Regions from separate parts of the Salmo salar genome. Here region 1 is linked to region 2. Evidence: chromatin contacts called from public Hi-C data. All regions are on one chromosome and are shown on one strand. Each heading gives the region's core, a stretch centred on a gene start, on an enhancer-like site or on the middle of the called end of the contact. The rest is flanking DNA. Distances are from core to core; before and after follow the strand shown. Region 1 holds the start of LOC106581801 (growth factor receptor-bound protein 14). Region 2 overlaps LOC106581801 (growth factor receptor-bound protein 14).

Evidence for each region. A called contact is a pair of places that touch in the nucleus more often than the background predicts.
Region 1: a Hi-C map of muscle shows a contact between it and region 2, with 7 times the contacts expected there. The contact joins the promoter of LOC106581801 here to the enhancer-like site in region 2. A contact is called at or near these places in 2 of 3 Hi-C or Micro-C datasets (gill and muscle).

The regions. Positions count from the first base shown.
Region 1 is chrssa21:15,452,213-15,455,792 of Ssal_v3.1, reverse strand. LOC106581801 (growth factor receptor-bound protein 14) reads left to right here and starts at 2,113. Exons shown (of 14, transcript XM_014164123.2): 1 at 2,113-2,233. The coding sequence starts at 2,178. cobll1b (cordon-bleu WH2 repeat protein-like 1b) reads left to right here. Exons shown (of 14, transcript XM_014164118.2): 14 at 1,283-1,828. The coding sequence ends at 1,339.
Region 2 is chrssa21:15,397,743-15,401,769 of Ssal_v3.1, reverse strand. LOC106581801 (growth factor receptor-bound protein 14) reads left to right here. Exons shown (of 14, transcript XM_014164123.2): 7 at 1,427-1,537; 8 at 1,722-1,817; 9 at 1,927-1,986; 10 at 3,195-3,311; 11 at 3,446-3,515. Among protein-coding and RNA genes, the nearest start is that of LOC106581801, 54 kb to the left of the region's middle. Within about 2 kb of position 2,274, at least 1 of the 13 cell types and tissues checked has an H3K27ac peak or open chromatin away from gene starts, as enhancers often do. A contact at or near this core is called in muscle, where this site is marked.

The DNA.
Region 1 (3,580 bases), core at 864-3,363, 54 kb before region 2:
TAATTCAGTGAATTTCTAAACGAGGATAGCGCATCTTCACAGCTCAATGAAAAAGCCAAGTAGTTGCTTTTCCCTTAAAATGCCGAGGCTCAAATGTTGATTGCTTTGATACTTGTGCTGAAGTTCAAAGCATAGGACTACCTTTAAAAATACTTTGCAGTAGAATTGAATCTCTCATCACAAGATGATTTAAGTGATCCATGTTTCACTCAGTGTTATCTTTAAACATTTGGCTACCCTCGGATGAACTCTTCAGTCTGCTGTTTTTCCATGTCCTTTAGGGTCAGCTTTGAAACTTGAATAACACAGGAAAGGGGAGGTGTACTCCTCTCTGAGAATGTATATACAATTTTCTCTCAATGGAATTAGAAAACCACAATGAGCTTTTGTTTCTAGGCTGGGTGTGTGTGTCCCCCCAGTGTGGCCTGGTAAACAATCCTAGCTGCTTATCCCACCTCTTAGACACCTTGACCTATGACACGCCCAACTCCATCAGAGACTGGGCCGGTGTGCCTGCGTGTCAATGATGTGCCTGTCCTTGGGGAGCCACATTTTGTATCTCCTTGTGAATGGCCTGAGCGCACATCTTTTACCATAGTTATTCCTGAAGGACGCTCTGTACCAGGCCTATAGCGTGGTGTACTGGTGGTTGATGTATCTAAAGCAGGTACAGCAGTGTCTTCATTCGAGTTTCTCTGTATTGACTGGCACACTCAGTTCTGAGTCTTGATTGATTGTGTACATTGTGTCTTCTCCGCTGAGCACAGGGCAGTGACAACAGCGATTGGGTGAAGGACAAAGGCTTGGAGCTCCAGGGAGTGGGGGACCCGTGTAGTGTCCCAGCCAATGACATAACTGTTCAGATGGCAGGCCAGAGTGACCCTGGGCGGCGCCTCAGTACGTGTGGAGAGGAGCTGAGAATCAACGGATCAACAGAGACATCTACAGTAAGCACTAGACTGTCACATAACATGGTGTTAAGTGGGGAGGGACTGCGACAGTGTCATAGACTGCCTACTGTAATATGACACTCACTCCCCACTTAACACCATGTTATGCGACAGTCTAGTCCTTACTGTAGATGTCTCTGTTGATCGTTTGCTTCTCAGCTCCTTTCCACACGTACTGAGGCGTTGCTCAGCGTCACTCTGGCCTGCCATCTGAACAGTCATGTCACTGGCTGTCCCCCTCCCTGGAGCTCCAAGCCTTTATCCTTCTCAGACTACATGAATGCATGTATAATTGCGTTAAGTTTCAAGATCCCTCTTCTTTTTTTTTTCAGGAGCCCGATGTCCTGCCTTCGAGTCTGTCAGTGCCCGAGCCCAGGAAAGAGGAATAAAACTTTGTTTGATAGTTTTAAGACCTTGGTTGCTAGTCTTAACAAGCTACACACTGTAGAAGACTACTTTTCTGTTTTGTTATGAGATAAATTACTGTATGTCCTCCACATATCATTTTGATGTTATGAAATAATTGTATGCATTATTCCCAATTTGTGTTTGAAATTTGATTCATATTGGACTTTTCGGCTGTCTTATTTTGCCAACGAATATGTATATTATTAGTTTTAATATTGAGTTGTAATTTTCATTGAGAAAATACAGTAGCCTATTTAGTACTGTCTACCATTTTGAAGAGGTCAATAATTGGACTGACCTGAAAGTGGTACTTATAAATTCCTCAGTCCATTTTTTATTTTATGTTACTCATTTGGTTTTGATAAAGCTGTGCCCGGACATACACTGGTATGTAAAGTATTTCTCTAAACATATAATGCTGTTATGAATTCAAGTTACATTCACAGTATATTAAAGTATTGACAATCAAAGAGTGTATCTCTCTGACAATTTTTTTTCCCGAATGAGTTCGAAACTAATTGCAACAATCATATACACTAGACAATTTTATGTTATTAAAAGTCCAAAAGGTCCATTAACGGAAATTTAAGCATGCTTCAACTACAATGAAACGGGACGAAACAACATCCCATAAAAAGTAAGCAAGTGTAACCTGATACTTCTCTCTACAAGATTGAAAGATGTTTCAGGCCGGATCTCAGTGCCAGACCTCTTTCAGGTAAAACGTCAGGGTTGTGCATGACGTAACGCATAAGTAAATATAAACACCTGTCTAGGGAGAGCGCGTGGACTAGATGAGCAAACACCTCAAGGACAGCGATGAAGACGAGAGAGGAAGCGATATGCAGTAACGGTGCCATTTCAGCGAGCAGCAGGTATTATGTTACAATAAACCATGTTCTAGGGAGCGCTGGCATAGGCTAATTGTTTGAGTTAGACCGATAAAGTGTATAGCTAGCCTACTGTGTAATTAGGTTCATGTCGATGGTTACATGGTGTCCTCGACCTACCCGTTGTGTTTTTTTTTTAGATTTCCTTCGATTATGTTGACTGTCTTATTTCCTGACAAACGTTGTGTGTTCCTGTGCATTGTGCCAGGAAAGGTGAAACACGTGCAGCCTACCTGTCTTGTCTATGTCATAAGAGGCTGAGGTGAAATAATGTAGCCTTAATAAAAGCTGCAATGTCACTTTTTTTTTGGCAACCGGACCAAATGAACATAGAAATGGAGTTATAGATCTGTCATTGTAATTGAAAACAAGTCTAAGAATCTATAGTGTGCAACTGCATCCCGCAATTCGGGCATTCCTGCATGTGGGCATTCCTGCATCCCTTCCACCGCCCAGTATACTATTGTTTCCTTCCCCCCCTTTAGCCTCAAAGTTTTAGTTTTTGCGTCTTTTACTTTCGGTTTTGTACACCAGAGTCAAACAGCTGAAAATAAATTTTACATAACCCAAAATATTGTATATCCCAGCGGTTTAGATGGTACAAGGATTGTCCACACAATGACTGCTTGTTTTGGCACATAAACTAAGTTTAGGCGAACAATTCGAATTTTAGCAACCAGTAAATGGCGGCGCGATTTCTGCATATTACATCTTTAAATGGGAATTGAAAAGTTATGGGAAAATACAACTAAAGGCTGTAACCCTTCATTATACATTCACAATTCAAAACATAATTTCAAAAATGTTCAGCAAAAACGATGAGTTAAAAAAAATAAAATGTATGATGAAGATTACAAACAGGCTACTCTAGCGCTTTATTTCACACAGACTACCGTAAAATGTCACTTCAATACCATACCACTGCCATCTGGCTGTTGTTTGTATGAACTTACCGAGTCATGGCTCGACATTGAAATCCATATGGGCTTGCCTACTTGTCATTATTAGAGCAGAAGGCTATATAGGGTGTAGTCACCTAACCCTCAGTAAAGTAATAACAATAGTATCCTATTATAGCACTTAACTGACCATGACTAAATGTATAAAACATGTATATACAAATGTTAAATTATAATGTATTACTTAAGAAAATGTAAAATATAATAATGATTAAATTGTAGCATCATGCCTTTACTTTTGGTCTTGAAGGTAGTAAGTTCGAAAGAAGCATGATTAAGTTGGTGCATAGCCCTTAGGAATTAAATGATGAAATAAAAAAAAAATGTTGCTTCCAAACCCTGAGTAGGTTTGAAATTCATTGCAGGTTATTGC
Region 2 (4,027 bases), core at 1,025-3,524:
TTCCAGATTTCAATATAACATGAATTCATTACAATATGAATGGAATAGATTTCCTTCACAAAATAATTATGTATGTTAAAGCAAAAAGTGTGTTTTTGCAAAAAGCAAATAGATTTAAGGAGATAATTGAACTTGTTTTTGCTGGCTGCTCTATGGGACCATTTGATAAGTCTGTGTCAATGTGCCAGAGTGGTGTGGTGTACAGTAGGGGACTAGCTAGCTCTTGTCTCCTGGCTACTTTGTGTAACTGGTTGAGCTAGATTTCCCTTAGCTCAGCTGGCATGCCAGTGCCAGGGACTGAGCCCTCAACACCCACCGATGACAGGTGAGGCTTAGACCTACACAGCGCTGTGCCAAGCCAACCACTTCTCCCTCTCCCAAAAACAGAAGACACTAAAACAAAAAGACCTCGGTTTTCTATCTCAAATATAGGTGACGCAATTAGAGAAGTAAGATCTGACTTCATTCTTTTAGTTTGATATGAAGGGATTTATGATGTGTAAATTGGTTTTGGCCCTACACATTGCCAGTCAATCAGTCAACACAAACACAGACAACTATAGCTACCCGTTCTTTACACTGTGCCACAGAAGTGAGAATGTTGTGTCGCAGTCCCACTGAGTTTGAACAATGGTTTACTTTGTGCTTGTCTGCTTGGTAAATCTCTTTTGCCTTGGCTCCCTGACAGTGTTCTTATTGTATAAATAGAGCTCTTATCACTTTGTCACATATTTGGTCCTATGTCAAACACTAGCCACACCTACAGTGTAATGGATAGGGCGGTATTATTTGCTTGACTACCTCGAAGTGTTCCAACCTCGTCCCACCTCTCCATTTTAAGGAGTCTGCAGCAAAAACAACAATCTCTTTTTATTCTGTGATCACAATGGACCAGGTCGATGGGAATCTTTGTCCCAAATGGCGCCCTATTCCCTGTCCAGTGCTCTTGGACTCATAGGGCTCTTGTCAAACGTAGTTTGCTGTCAAGGGAGTAGGGTGCCATTTGTGATGCAGACAAAAACTCCAAGCTACTCCCTCTTTACTATTGTCACAGTGACCAACGTACTACAGACTGGCATTATACCACATGCCTTAACTGCTATCTTTTCCTTACGTTGACCGGCCCACTAAGCTCACACAGAGGTACGTCTGTGTGTACATAATGGCCAAGAAGTATGACATTGCAGTCTTTATTTGCTTAGCATCTGTCTTCACACTGGGCAGCCCTGCATTGTTCACATTTCTACCCTGATCCCTCGCATAGTTAGATTTGTAATGGAACTTGAGTCTACTCTACAGTGGAATGCAAGAACCAACCCCTCGTTGCAATGGCGCATCGTCGGGTGGGGGTGGGGGGGGGTGTTCCGTAAAGGGGACACTGAAAGGCATGTGGAGATTTGAGACATGTCTTGTTTTCTGTTCACAGGAACCAAGACATCTCCAGTTCATCGCCGAGTTCAGTGACGGCGACGTCTACACGTTACTATCAGCGAGAAAGATACACGGAGCGCCTACTGACTATGGCTTCTGTGTCAAGGTACTTATTACTTTCTCTGTCCTATAAACCTATATTTGGTGTTTTCTGTAAAGGTTTTAACATGTTAACTTATTCAAGTCATTCTAACCTTTTTATTTATCCCATCAGGGGCAATTAAGAAAGGGAAGTCAGTTCCAAGTTATGTTTGGTAAACTCATGCTTTCTCTTCATGATGATCCTCCAGTCTACTAAGCGTGGCTCTCCACGGGACCTTAAGCTGTTGTGTGCAGATGACGAGCAAACCAGAACCTGCTGGGTCACTGCCATGCGCCTCTTTAAGGTACAGTCACCATGCTGACCCCCCCCCCCCCATCACATCCAAACTCTGTCTAGTGTCTACACATCTAAAGGCTTGCCTTTTTGAAACGTGCTCATGTTTTGTGTTGCAGTATGGGATGCAGCTGTACCAAAACTTCATTCAACCACACCAGAAACAGAAAACACCTATGGTAAGTGATGTGTAGATACAATGTGCTGATACACTGTTTAACAGCACATGACACATAGTTAGTATTCATCCTGGATTGATTTTCCAGAATATTCTGAAATGTGCATATTCCCCCCTCAAATACGAGTATTCTGTATGAGTAAACACCTGTTCTATTTTGGGCGCTGGAACATGTTCCAGCCTGTCTGCTCTAAAAATAACCATAGATCAGCTGCTCTCAGACTTACTAACTCATCACCCCTGCTTTGCTGTCAGAAGAACGCAAAGAGTGGCCAGGCATGGGGCTGGGACCCTGAGCTCAGCGCTGCATGGGGCTGGGACCCTGAGCTCAGCGCTGCATGGGGCTGGGACCCTGAGCTCAGCGCTGCACAGGGAGGGGCTAGGATGCATCTCAAATGGTGTACTTCTTTTGACCAGGGCCCTATGGGATACCCCATGGTCCCTGGTGAAAAGTAGTGCACTATATAGGGAATAGGGTACCATTAGGGACTGACCCTCTGGGAACAGGCTTGCGGAGGATATTAAGTTAGGGTACAGTCATGTTGCTGCTGAATCTCCTTTACCCCGGCATACAGCTGTTACAGCCTAGAGCACGACGTGCCGTTCAACTACGGACAAAGGATCAAATCACAATAAAACCAATCCAAGGAAAGGAGCAATCAGTTTGTTTGCACAATGATGCCTGGGAGCCCCAGAATGATCTTTGCATCGCCTGAATAGACCCAGGACCGGGGCGGAGAGTCTTAGAAGGATTGGAATGTTTCTATCCTTAGAGTAAACAGTAGTCACTTTGTGACGACTGCCCTTAAGGTTAGGGCTGGTTAGGGCTGATAGAGGGGCAAACCATGGCAATTTTAAAGGCTTCTCACTAATCCTGATAAGTATTTTCTTTTGTGTGTGATTTATTTAGAACCAGTGACTATGACAGCTTAAGGAACCATAATCAATTCTATGTGCCCATGTGTCATTCTATTCCCATCCCCTCTAATCCCCAGTGACTGGAGCACATTCTGCTCGGAATCATTTAGAAATTATACTGTCGAACTTCTGACACTAGATGGCAGCACAATACCACACACGAAAGCATGAATGTGCTTCTCCTATAACTTTTCACTCACTATCTGTATCATTTTTTTCAAACGTTTAAACCCTGTTACACTGTATACTCATAATAATGTATACTACCTCAAACACGATGTATATTTCCAGAGAAGTATCTCCGAGAACTCCTTGGTGGCCATGGACTTCTCAGGACACAAGAGCCGGGTGATCGAGAACCCATCGGAGGCGCTGTCCGTAGCCGTGGAGGAGGGTCTCTCGTGGAGGGTAGGCCATTGGTTCTCTCTCTGACGTCATGTCTCTCTACTCAGCGCGTGTAAGGTATGAAATGATGGTGCAGCCATGTGAAAATAGTCCTAGCATGTGACACTTGAACTGCTCTCCTCTCTCTCTCCCTTTAGAGGAAAAGCTGCCACCGTCTGAGCTCCCATGGAAGCCCATCCACCTCTCAGGGTCCCATGTCAAACATGGGTTAGTAGAAGGCCACTTTCAACATCCAAGCAGCAACTTCCATCGACACCGCCACGTGACTGTCCTGACCAGATACACTGTGCTTAATGACTCAGCCACCAGTGTCCTGTCCTCTCCCTCCCTTTGACACATGGGTCGTATTCATTAGTGCACACCTTAGCAGTACGATTTTGGCGGCAGGTAGCCTAGCGGTTAGAGCGTTCTGGCTGCTATCCGAAAGGTGGCTAGTATCCCCGAGTCGACAAGGTGAAAAGTCTGTCTGTGCCCTTGAGCAAGGCGCTTAACCCTGATTGCTCCAGGGTTGCCGTAGATATTGGCAGAGCCTGGCCCTGACCCCACTCTACAAAGGTGTCTCAAGGAGAGTTGGCATATCCCCCAAAAAACATCTCCATTTCACATATGCATATTAATACACACTTGTACGTGTATGAAATGGGACAAATATAAGCACCCACCAAATGTATTATTTTGCAACGGATAACTGAAACGAGCGTTTCTTATTGGACAAGTTC